Linked DNA regions of Drosophila melanogaster: region 2 is linked to region 1. The links are chromatin contacts, called in public HiChIP or PLAC-seq maps. All regions are on one chromosome and are shown on one strand. The core of a region is the stretch at or near the end of the contact, and the rest is flanking DNA. Distances in the headings are between cores, read along the strand shown. Region 1 holds the start of CG9577. Region 2 holds the start of Rab10.

The links. HiChIP or PLAC-seq counts read pairs in DNA pulled down with a chosen protein or histone mark.
Region 2: an H3K27ac HiChIP or PLAC-seq map of the Kc167 cell line shows a contact between it and region 1, with 5 times the contacts expected there. The contact joins the promoter of Rab10 here to the promoter of CG9577 in region 1. A contact is called at or near these places in 9 of 107 Hi-C or Micro-C datasets (the D17-c3 cell line, the Kc167 cell line, the OSC cell line and 3 more) and 5 of 6 datasets of contacts at active chromatin or transcription factors (the Kc167 cell line and the S2 cell line).

What each region holds. Positions count from the first base shown.
Region 1 is chrX:20,164,365-20,169,638 of dm6, reverse strand. CG9577 reads right to left here and starts at 2,966. Exons shown (of 4, transcript NM_134531.4): 1 at 2,823-2,966; 2 at 2,520-2,682; 3 at 1,824-2,448; 4 at 1,559-1,757. The coding sequence starts at 2,874. The coding sequence ends at 1,659. It overlaps Phf7 (PHD finger protein 7), which reads left to right and starts at 3,809. Exons shown (of 4, transcript NM_001272812.1): 1 at 3,809-3,982. CG9581 reads left to right here. Exons shown (of 2, transcript NM_134532.4): 1 at 1-165; 2 at 223-1,597. The coding sequence ends at 1,488.
Region 2 is chrX:20,248,778-20,254,051 of dm6, reverse strand. It overlaps Rab10, which reads right to left and starts at 2,714. Exons shown (of 4, transcript NM_078695.4): 1 at 2,295-2,714; 2 at 1,615-1,814; 3 at 1,455-1,544; 4 at 1-986. The coding sequence starts at 2,421. The coding sequence ends at 789. It overlaps CG17068, which reads left to right and starts at 2,959. Exons shown (of 1, transcript NM_134535.3): 1 at 2,959-5,274. The coding sequence starts at 3,099. The coding sequence ends at 5,183.

The DNA of each region.
Region 1 (5,274 bases), core at 1,717-4,216:
CCCACCAGCGTCTCGCATCCACATCTTATCCAGCCGGACGAGCTGGTTCCGGGCGTGGAGCTGACCGAGATCAAGGAACGCCGTTCGCAGCTGATGCAAAACATCCGCGCCTATGCACGCAGTTTCGGCGGCGAGTTCAATGGGCACTCGAGTTCTTGTCACATGGTGAGGACCTGCAGGCTACAAAGAGAAGCAAAATATATAAACTTGAATCTCTGACAGCTCGTTCTGGGCGCCGCCTCCAAGAAGTATATGAGCGGCAAGATCCCGTACGTGTTCCGCCAGAACTCGGACTTCTACTACCTAACTGGCTGCCTAGAGCCGGACGCCGTGCTACTGCTGACCATCGACGAGGCCCAGAACGTGCAGTCCGAGCTGTTTATGCGTCCCAAGGACCCGCATGCCGAGCTGTGGGATGGTCCGCGCACTGGGCCCGAGCTCGCGGTGCCGCTTTTCGGAGTCACTGAGGCCCATCCGCTGTCCCAGCTGGAGGCGGTGCTGGCCAAGCGCGCAGGCGCCCTAAAACCACACATCTGGTTCGATCAGAAGAGCACCGACCTGCCGTCCCTGGCGGAGAACATGCTGCGATTGAGCGGCAATCAGCAGCGTCCGCTGCTGCCGGCCTACACTTTCCTAGAAGCCATGCGCCTGCTTAAGTCCCGCGACGAGATGCAGTTAATGCGGCGCACCTGCGACATAGCCTCACGCTCGTTCAACGAAGTGATGGCCGAGACCCGGCCAGGTCAGTCGGAGCACCATCTGTTCGCCGCGATTGACTACAAGTGCCGCATGCGCAACGCCAGCTACCTGGCCTACCCGCCGGTGGTGGCTGCCGGTAAAAACGCCACGGTGATCCACTACGTGGCCAACAGCCAGTTGTTGGGTCAGCAGGATCTCGTGCTGATGGACGCCGGCTGCGAGTATGGCGGCTACACCAGCGACATCACACGCACCTGGCCGGCGAGTGGGGTTTTCACGGAGCCGCAGCGCACACTGTACGACATGCTGCACCAGCTGCAGGAGGAGATTATTGGCAACGTGATGAAGCCGGGCGGCGAGACGCTCGACCAGCTGTTCGAGACCACCTGCTACAAGCTGGGCAAGTACTTGCAGGAGATCGGGCTGGTGGGCAAGTCGTTCAGCGAGTACAAGGAACTGGTCAGCCAGGGCTACCGCTTCTGTCCGCACCACGTCTCCCACTACCTTGGGATGGACGTGCACGACACACCGCACGTGCCACGCAACACACGCATCGTGCCCGGCATGGTCTTCACCGTTGAGCCGGGCATCTACATTGGCCAGGATTGCGGCGACGTGCCGCCCGAGTTCCGGGGCATCGGCATCCGCATCGAAGACGATCTGCTCATCAACGAGAACGGCCACGTGGAAGTTCTAACTGAGGCGTGCGTCAAGGATCCACGCGCCCTGCAGGAGCTTTGCAAACAGCAACAGAAGAACCCCGGTGCCTCATCCGCGGAGGCGTTTTAAGAGCTCACAACGAAAACCAAATTCCTAGTCATAAGCCTTTCATTCTCCCGACAACCTTATGAGCTGATTTGGGTCCTAAAGTAAAGGCAGATGCTGTATTTATAAATGCACACATGGCAAATACATTTTAAATTCTGTCAGATTGCAGATTACATATTACAGGTTACCGATCACAGCTTGGCGAACACTGGCTTATCGTCCTTCGTCAACTGGGCGGCCACAGCCTGGGCGAAGTCCTCCGACAGCAGGTTGAGCTTGTTCAGCAGGAGCTGCAAGGTGTGAGGCGTGAGGCGTGGTTAGCTCGTGCAAATTCGTTGAGATATTAGGATACCCACAATGTGATCCAAGCCCTCTTGATTGGTGTGCTCCAGGGAGTACACGAGGCTCTCCTTGGTTGTCTTTACGGCGACGGGACTCTTGCTAGCGATGAGCTCGGCCACGGCCAGGGCTCCGGTCAGCAGGGAATCCTTGTCTGGGAAGAGGCGACTCACCAGGCCCGAGGAGTGGGCCTCGGCGGCCTCGAATTTGCGCCCAGTGAAGCACAGCTCGCGGGCGAGGGACTGACTGCCCACTGCCTTGGGCAGACGCTGCAGGGTGCCCACGTCGGCGGCCATGCCGATGTCCACCTCCTTGACCTGGAAAAAGGCGTCCTCGGTGCAGTAGCGAATGTCGGCGGCGGTAATCAGGTCCACGCCGGCGCCGATGCACGCCTTGTGCACCGCCGTGATGACCGGCTTGGGGCAGTGCTCCAGGCTGCTGATTGAGTCCTGGTACACCTTGATCATTCGCTCCATGGAGACGCCCTTGCGGGCGTAGTCATCGGTCTCGGCCAGCGTTTGGCCCACGTTTATCATGTCGTTGAGGTCGATGCCGGCGGTGAAGTGCTTTCCGGAGGCGGACAAAACGATAGCCCGGCAGTCGGGATTAGTGGCCAGTCCGTCGAAGCACTCCTTGATCTCCCTGGAAATGGGTAACGCAGTTTGGGTTAGCAGTCTGCGGAACAGGAAACGGGAAGCTATTGGATAACCCACAGCCACATCTGCTTGCTTATGGCGTTGAACTTGCTGGGCCGATGGAGCTCCACATGAAAGACGAACGGCTTGGGCGAACTGACGGCCAGCGTCTTGAAAGAGCCGGTGGGTCCGGATTCCGGGAGGGCGGAAAGGTTTCTCTGCATCTTAAGGGATCCGATGGCTGACGGGAAGTGCAATTGATTGGACTTTTAAAACGATGAAGAGACAAAGGTTCAATCACCGGTGTTCGGACTTTGAACCGAACCCAAATTTCGAACGCAGAAGGCTGGATGTCGGATTATCGAAGTCCCCGATACTTACCCGTGGGCTTGGGCGTTAGTTTCATCAGAGTGTTCAGGCGGGAGAGCGACATAATAAACCTTCTTTTCACTGGTTTCAAATCAAATCTACTTGTTGCGGCAGCTAAATTTGTTTTGTTTGCTTAACGATACGTAGCAGTGCTGCCACCCGGCAGAAATATTCAAAATAAGGCGGGCTCTCGGCTTATCAAAGCTACTGGATATATTTCACTAGCAGATTTTCAATGGATTTTTCTGGCTGCATAAGGACACAGTTGTTGCAATAAATGGGTTGTAGGTAAAATCAAGTCGTTGCGGCAGAAATTTGTTCGGCTACTATATCAATACGGTGTTTTGCTGCCACCCGGCTGGAGGATTCTAACTTAAAAAGTTTTGCATCAAATTCGCGTCAATGCGAATGTGTATTATTATTTATTTTTTCGTTGTTTAGAGGAGTATTCCAAAAAATAAAAATGCTAGAATGTTCAGATAAGAATTATCCAACTATATATGTACGACTTAAGTTTATAGGACTCAAGAAAGTATATAAAATGCGCAATCGAAAAATCAGGTTCACCATTCTTTGGAGAATATTTCCACTCGCAGAGCCTGTTCCTAATTGCACGCTAGCCCATCTTAAGGGACATTTCTTGTGCCTTGCTTACCTAAACCGAATTAGGTAATGATCCTGGAAAAATGCAGTGGGAGGAGCTTAAAGCATTTAAAAATGCCGCCTGGAATTCACCTCAAAATACGAAAAAAAATTAATAAGTACATAAAAAACGATGCCATGTTCCATTTTCTTCCGTTCCGACATAGCCGCTAACTCATCGACGCTAACTTGACGCACATAACAAGACGCACATAAAATTGCCATGAACAGATATTATTCTCGAATCTATCGATGTATCGTCCCAGCTTCCATCACTTCTCAAAGTTATCGAAAATTTGAGTTCTGCTTGCCACAATCTAAAAATCAGAAAATCATAAAGGTGCATAGTCTCGAAGCAGAAGCTCACAGGTCAGAGAAGAAATTTTCGGAATAAAAAAATAAATATAACAAGTTTTCAAAAATAACTCCGCACCAAACCCATTTAACCAAATCAAAAGCTTAAAGCAGTGAATAGTGTTATTTTTAAAAATTTAGCACAAATAAAAAGTTCGGGAATTCAACGCTTTTTGGTAAGTTTTCATAATGAAATAGCATTGTGCAATGAATTGTAACACAAATACATATATCTACTTGAAAAGGCATTAATTAGAACCCCTATACACATACTTTGAAAATAAAGGACTGCAACTTTCATTCAATTCGCATTTGCCCCAGGTTACGGCAATTTTCGAGGAAATTCGTAGAAACAGAAATAAAACCGAGAGTTTGACGCTTGCCAACTCTGGCAGTAGGGTTGCCCCTAAGCGTTTTTCCAACTGTTTAATTATTTGTGCAGGACTTTACATTGAATTGGCACACGTGTTTTTTGAGACAGCCACAAAACAAAATCTTCAACTGAAACCCGCCATGTTTTTGTTATGCTAGCCGAATGTATATAAATCAAAGAAGCGTTTCCGACCCCATAAACCTTACAAACTATATATATATATATGTTATACATATATTCTTGATCATTTGCTTAATAATATTCCCGATTTGCTTGTGTGAATCTCAAACTGTTGCCGCCAACTTCTTGGTATTAAGGGACACGTGCTTCACTTGTCAACAGAAGCTAACTGGCAAATTGTGTTCAGATTAGACTCTTAGAAACCCATTAAGAGTTAAAAAAAATCAATCGATGGGAATTTATAGAAACAGAATCGTCTCCGACCCTATAAACCCTACAGACTATATGTGCATATTTGTATATTCTTCATCATTGGCTAAATAAAATTCCCGATTTGTTTGTGTGAATCTCAAACTGTTGCCGCCAAAATGCTCAACTTCTTGGTATTAAGGGACATGTGCTTCACTTGTCAACAGAAACTAACTGGCAAATTGTGTTCAGATTAGACTTTTAGAAGCCCATTAAGAGTTAAAATAAATCAATCGTTGGGAATTTATAGAAACAGAATCGTCTCCGACCCTATAAACCCTACAGACTATATGTGCATATTTGTATATTCTTCATCATTGGCTAAATAAAATTCCCGATTTGTTTGTGTGAATCTCAAACTGTTGCCGCCAAAATGCTCAACTTCTTGGTATTAAGGGACATGTGCTTCACTTGTCAACAGAAGCTAACTGGCAAATTGTGTTCAGATTAGACTTTTAGAAGCCCATTAAGAGTTAAAAAAAAATCAATCGTTGGGAATTTATAGAAACAGAATCGTCTCCGACCCTATAAACCCTACAGACTATATGTGCATATTTGTATATTCTTCATCATTGGCTAAATAAAATTCCCGATTTGTTTGTGTGAATCTCAAACTGTTGCCGCCAAAATGCTCAACTTCTTGGTATTAAGGGACATGTGCTTCAC
Region 2 (5,274 bases), core at 1,465-3,964, 85 kb before region 1:
TTGGCTTGGCGTCGACATAGAAAGCGAAAGCAAGCTAAGTAGGTATAGGCTATATACTACTATCCGATGTATAATATGTATAGGTGTTATTTATATCTAGGCTGAAACGCAAAACAAAAACGAAACACTAAGTGGGGCGGCTGGGGAGTGCGAGTGGTGGCGAACGAGCGAGCGAGCGAGCGATCGAATGACTGAGTACAGGAATCGTAAGACTATATGTGTATCAAAAGTACGTTACAAAAGTTGCTTATGTCTGCGTCAGCGACATCAGCGCTATCATTATCGTTTCTTGTGGCTGGACAGTGGCTGGAGCTGATCCTCGTTATCCGATCCACGTTAGTCAACCGATCGAGTGCGGCATGGATATGCAGATCCTTGCGTCCACGTTGTGTGGGCGTTAACTAACGTGGCCCATGCCCGACCACCATCCATCGTTCGGAGTTTTGTAAAGTTGCTTCCAAATGTTCGTATTACAATATCTGTTGCTTGTTGTTAAACTTTAGGTAGGTTGTTTCTGTTGCTTGTTCCATTTTGCGTATCCTCGTAATAAGTAAGTTTCCTACGTGCGAATGACCCCGGCTCTATTGCTTTGTTTTTTGCTTCGTCCGTGCGGAGCGGTTTCAGAAACCGGTCCCCACTGCTTTCGGTTCGATTCGATTCGTTTCGTTCCATTCCAATTCAATCTAGTCCAGTTTAATCCAATCCAATCCGTACTTCGCCGCCTTCCCCACGCACAGCTGAGCACAAACCGGGCCAAACCACGCCCCGTTCGCCTAGAACGCCGCTTTTTACGCGCAGCACTTGCTGTAGCCCGGCGCCTTCTCCTGGTTCCGGCGATCGATAATCACGCGCTCCTGATTCTCCGCCGACTCGCGTCCTGATGTCTTGTCCAGAATGGCCTCGGCCAGCTCGCAGAAGGCCCGCTCGATGTTTATGTTCGACTTGGCGGATGTTTCCATAAACCGAATGCCATGTTCACGGGCAATCTAAAAAACGTGGGCAGAGATGGGGAAGGGGAGCAAGTTATTGGCTTTGTAAACAAATTGATCAAACAGACGTGGGGCGTGTGCGATCATTGAGTAACAATCATAATAAATAACCAGAATAGTTCTAACATAAATTGTATGCCTCCGGAAATTTTCCCTTGCATTCATTACCACGGACATACTATAGCACCTAAATAGTTTCGTCTTGATTGTCAGAGAACGAATATATTCGCTGTGTTCAATTTGCAAACTTATCTTAAAAAATCAAAACAATAGGAAACTATTAAGGGGCATGGAATTCGCTTGTAAAAAACAGTTGGCTTTGAAAGCTAAACACACTAATATATGATCGATTTCCGAACTCAACTCCTATGGCAGAAGAGCTTAACGATCTAACTACGACTATATTTCCTAATCTCTGACAGTGATTGCTGTTGTGGGGGCACTCTGTGGATGAGGGATGCTCACCGCTTCGCCGCGCTCCTTGTTGACCACCCTCTTGTCCGTCATATCGCACTTGTTGCCGAGGATCATCTTCTCCACATCCTCGTTGGCGTGCTAAAACAAAAAAAAAAGAAGAAGATTTCAGACTTTAGAAAAGGCCATTACTCGCAGGGGAAACACCTACCTCGTCTATATTCCGTAACCATTTGACTATGTTCTCGAAACTCTTCTCGTTCGTTATGTCATAGACCAGCATTATGCCCATGGCGCCTCGATAGTACGAGGTGGTTATCGTGTGGAACCGCTCCTGGCCGGCGGTGTCCCATATTTGCAGCTTGATCTTCTTGCCGCGCAGCTCGACTGTTTTGATTTTGAAATCGATGCCTGAGAAAAACGGTTGAACGAGAAAGCAAATGTAGTGCGGAAAAACCAACGCAATTTGAGCCGAATGACGTCACGGCGGTGTTATCGATTACATTGGAATTGAATAAAATAAAGCAGTTCGACATTGATATCACGATGATTCATTACATTAGACGTATATGAAGCATTCATTCCAACCAAATGATCACACGTCTGTGTTACGTGTTGCGAACATGCAGTAGTTTAGTACGAAAAGTTCAAGTTCAGGGAGTTACATAGCCACATAGATGGCATATTTTGCTCACTTCTCCTCCGCTTTCCACTCCGCAGGCGATCGAAACAAGCAGTGCATAGGCCAGTCGATAAGGCAGTGCCACGCCCAGTCACACACCCACACACACGTATATATATCCTGGCTGTGCAGCTGACATGTGCGCGTGTGTGTGTGTGTGCGGTGCGGGTGGACAGATGCAAGTATGTGCGTACGGTCCCGTTACTCACCTATGGTCGATATGAACGTGGACGTGAATGCATCATCCGAGAACCGGAACAATATGCACGTCTTGCCCACTCCTGAATCACCGATCAGCAACAGTTTAAAGAGCAAATCGTAGGTTTTCTTTGCCATTTCCAAAACGCAACGGAACGCTCGCAGAACAAAGCACAAACACACGCGACACTCACACGCACGCAAACACACACACACACAAACGCACGGGCGCAGGTGACAAGAGATATTATTATTATTGAAGCGCCTGCCCTTTTTCGCTCTTTCTCTCGGTTATGGCCGCCTAAGCAATGATCCTGTATCTCGAGCTAGCTCTTTTTTCTCCGCGTGTCTTAAATGCGCCGAATTAATTAATATTTTCGCTTGAAATTGTTGCTATTAGAACTAGAGCTGGAACATGAATCGATATCTGTTCGATACCATCCATGCTCTCACCAGTGTGGCAACTTCGATGGTTTAATACAACTATCGACTGCTATGGAGTCACAGTTTTGAAATCACAGCTTAAAATCTAAAGAAAGATTTGAGTTTACTCTTGATAATACCTTAAATGCTTAAGTATTTTTGCTAGAAAGCTCATAACATGACTTTTAATTATTACGCCATTTGGCAGACCTCTGCTATCGGTACGACAGCCAATCGATAGGTAAGCACGCATTCAATTATCGGTATCGTAAAATAATAACAATTTCGCAAAATCCCAAACCGATTCGCAAAAAGGTGGATTATTCACACAAATCAGAGCGAACAACGTTTGGATTACAGTGATCCCAATCCCAGCCAATCCACCGCAGGCAATGGACATCGACTGGCAAAACGGCCTCACCGAGCTGAAGGATCGGGGCCAGTACCTGCTCCACTCGGAGAAGTGGGCCGACTGCCGCTTTCTGGTGGGTTCTTCGCCCACCCAGCGGCTCATTGCCGGCCACAAGCTGCTACTGGCCATGGCTTCGCCGGTGTTCGAGCGAATGTTCTATGGCAACCTGCCCGATAAGACGGACCCCATCGTCATTCCGGACGTGCAGCCGGAGGCGTTCGAGGCGATGCTGGAGTACATCTACACGGACCGCATCACCATTGGGTCCTTCGACAAGGCCTGCGAGCTGTGCTACGTGGCCAAGAAGTACATGCTGCCCCACGTGGTCACGCGCTGCACCCATTTCCTTTGGGCTGATCTTAGTCCGAAAAACGCGTGCCGGGCGTACGAGTTTGCCAAGCTGTTCGATGAGCCGCGCCTCATGCAAAGCAGCATGGATCTGATCGCGGCCAACACGCGCGAGGTTCTGTCCGATCCCAGCTTCCTGGACATCGAGGTCTCCACCCTGATGGCCATTCTTGACCAGAATCGCCTGAACATCGACTCCGAGCTGGATTTGTTCAACTGCCTGCTGAAGTTTGCCAGTGAGCGGGGCATCCTGAACGAGTCCGGCCAGGAAGAGACTGCTAGCGGAGGTCAGGTGCTGACCAAGGAATCGCCCGACAATGCTGCCGGCCATGTGCTGGTCGAAGAGATCAAGATGGAGCCCGATGTGGCGGCCATGGTGCAGCACATGCACCAGGACGACGAGGCTGACAGCTTCGAAACGGACGCTGGGATGGCTTCCACTTCCTCTGCGGCTGCCGCGGCTGCAGCTGCGCCCACGGCTGCCTCCCCGCCGCTGGACGTGGCTTCCGGCTCCGACGACCTGGTAATCATCGATAGCGACGCTTCGGCCGATGCCGCCGCCAACATGATTAACATCATGGACGCCCAGCGCACCATTCTCGATGGCGCCATGCTCAGGCAGGCGGTCAAAAAGATTCGCTTTCTCACCATGACGCCGCAGCAGTTCGCGGAGGGACCGGCCCGTTCCAAGCTGCTGCAGCAGCACGAGGCCCTCTCCATCCTGATTAAGATCTCCAGTCCCTCGCTCAACGATTGTCACATGCCCGAAGGCTTCTGCGTGTCGCGGAGCACGCGCAACTTCTACGAGTCGGGCCACCGACACGCCCAGAGAGAATTGTCCTCCTCGTATCGCACTGGAGCCGCTCCCTCGGGCGTCTGTTTCCCGGGACCGGGACCGGCAGTTCGCAGCGGAGGACCCTCCGGCGGCGGTATGATGATGGGCATTGCGCCCCGTTTCGGATCCGTGGGCACGGGATTCGGCTTCGCAGGCGAGGAATTGGTCATCCGCCCGCCGGAACCGGTGGGCGTCCCACCGGATGCCGCACCTGCGCCAGCACCACTGCGCTGCTTCGGCGAGGGCTACGAGAGCGGAGCGCCAGTCCCAGCGCCCGCCAATGATGATGATGGCGGCGATCGAGGCGCACCGGCGCCCGCTGGCGGCGCTGCAGCTGGAGGAGCTGGATCCGCAGCTGGAAATTCGCACAACGACATGGTGCGCGCGTACTGTATGCGCTCCCTTACCCGGCAATTTGACTTCCGCAACACCAGCGTCACGGATGCGGGCGTAACGTTCCAGGTGGACACCAACATTTGGATCCTGGGCGTCCAAGTGCCCACGCGCGTGCTGTGCGGCGAGCTGATGACTTCTGCCGGTTTTACGGAACGATACACCGAGGTGCTGTACGCCCACATCCAGGACATGCACGGCTCACGCATCACATACACGCACTGCACGGCACGCGTGCGTTACGATTCGCTGCTGGACATCACGTTCGATCGACCGGTGTACATATACCGAAACCAGATCTACAAGATCTACGTGGTGTTCAACAAGACCGGCTGGTATCCCATGTACTCCTGTGTGCCCGATGCCAACTGCAATCGCGTGAAGTTCATGTTCAACGTGGGCAACCCCACCGAATCGGTTCGCGACGGCCTTATCTACGCAATTATCTTCTCCACACCGCAGGACCATGGCCGTCACCTGGTCGACTGAATGCGGAGCAATATGAGTTCGTTAGTTTAGGTCTCCTTCCTTGTATTTCCGATGTGATAGTCTTTGGTTGGCGTCATTGGCCATGGAAATT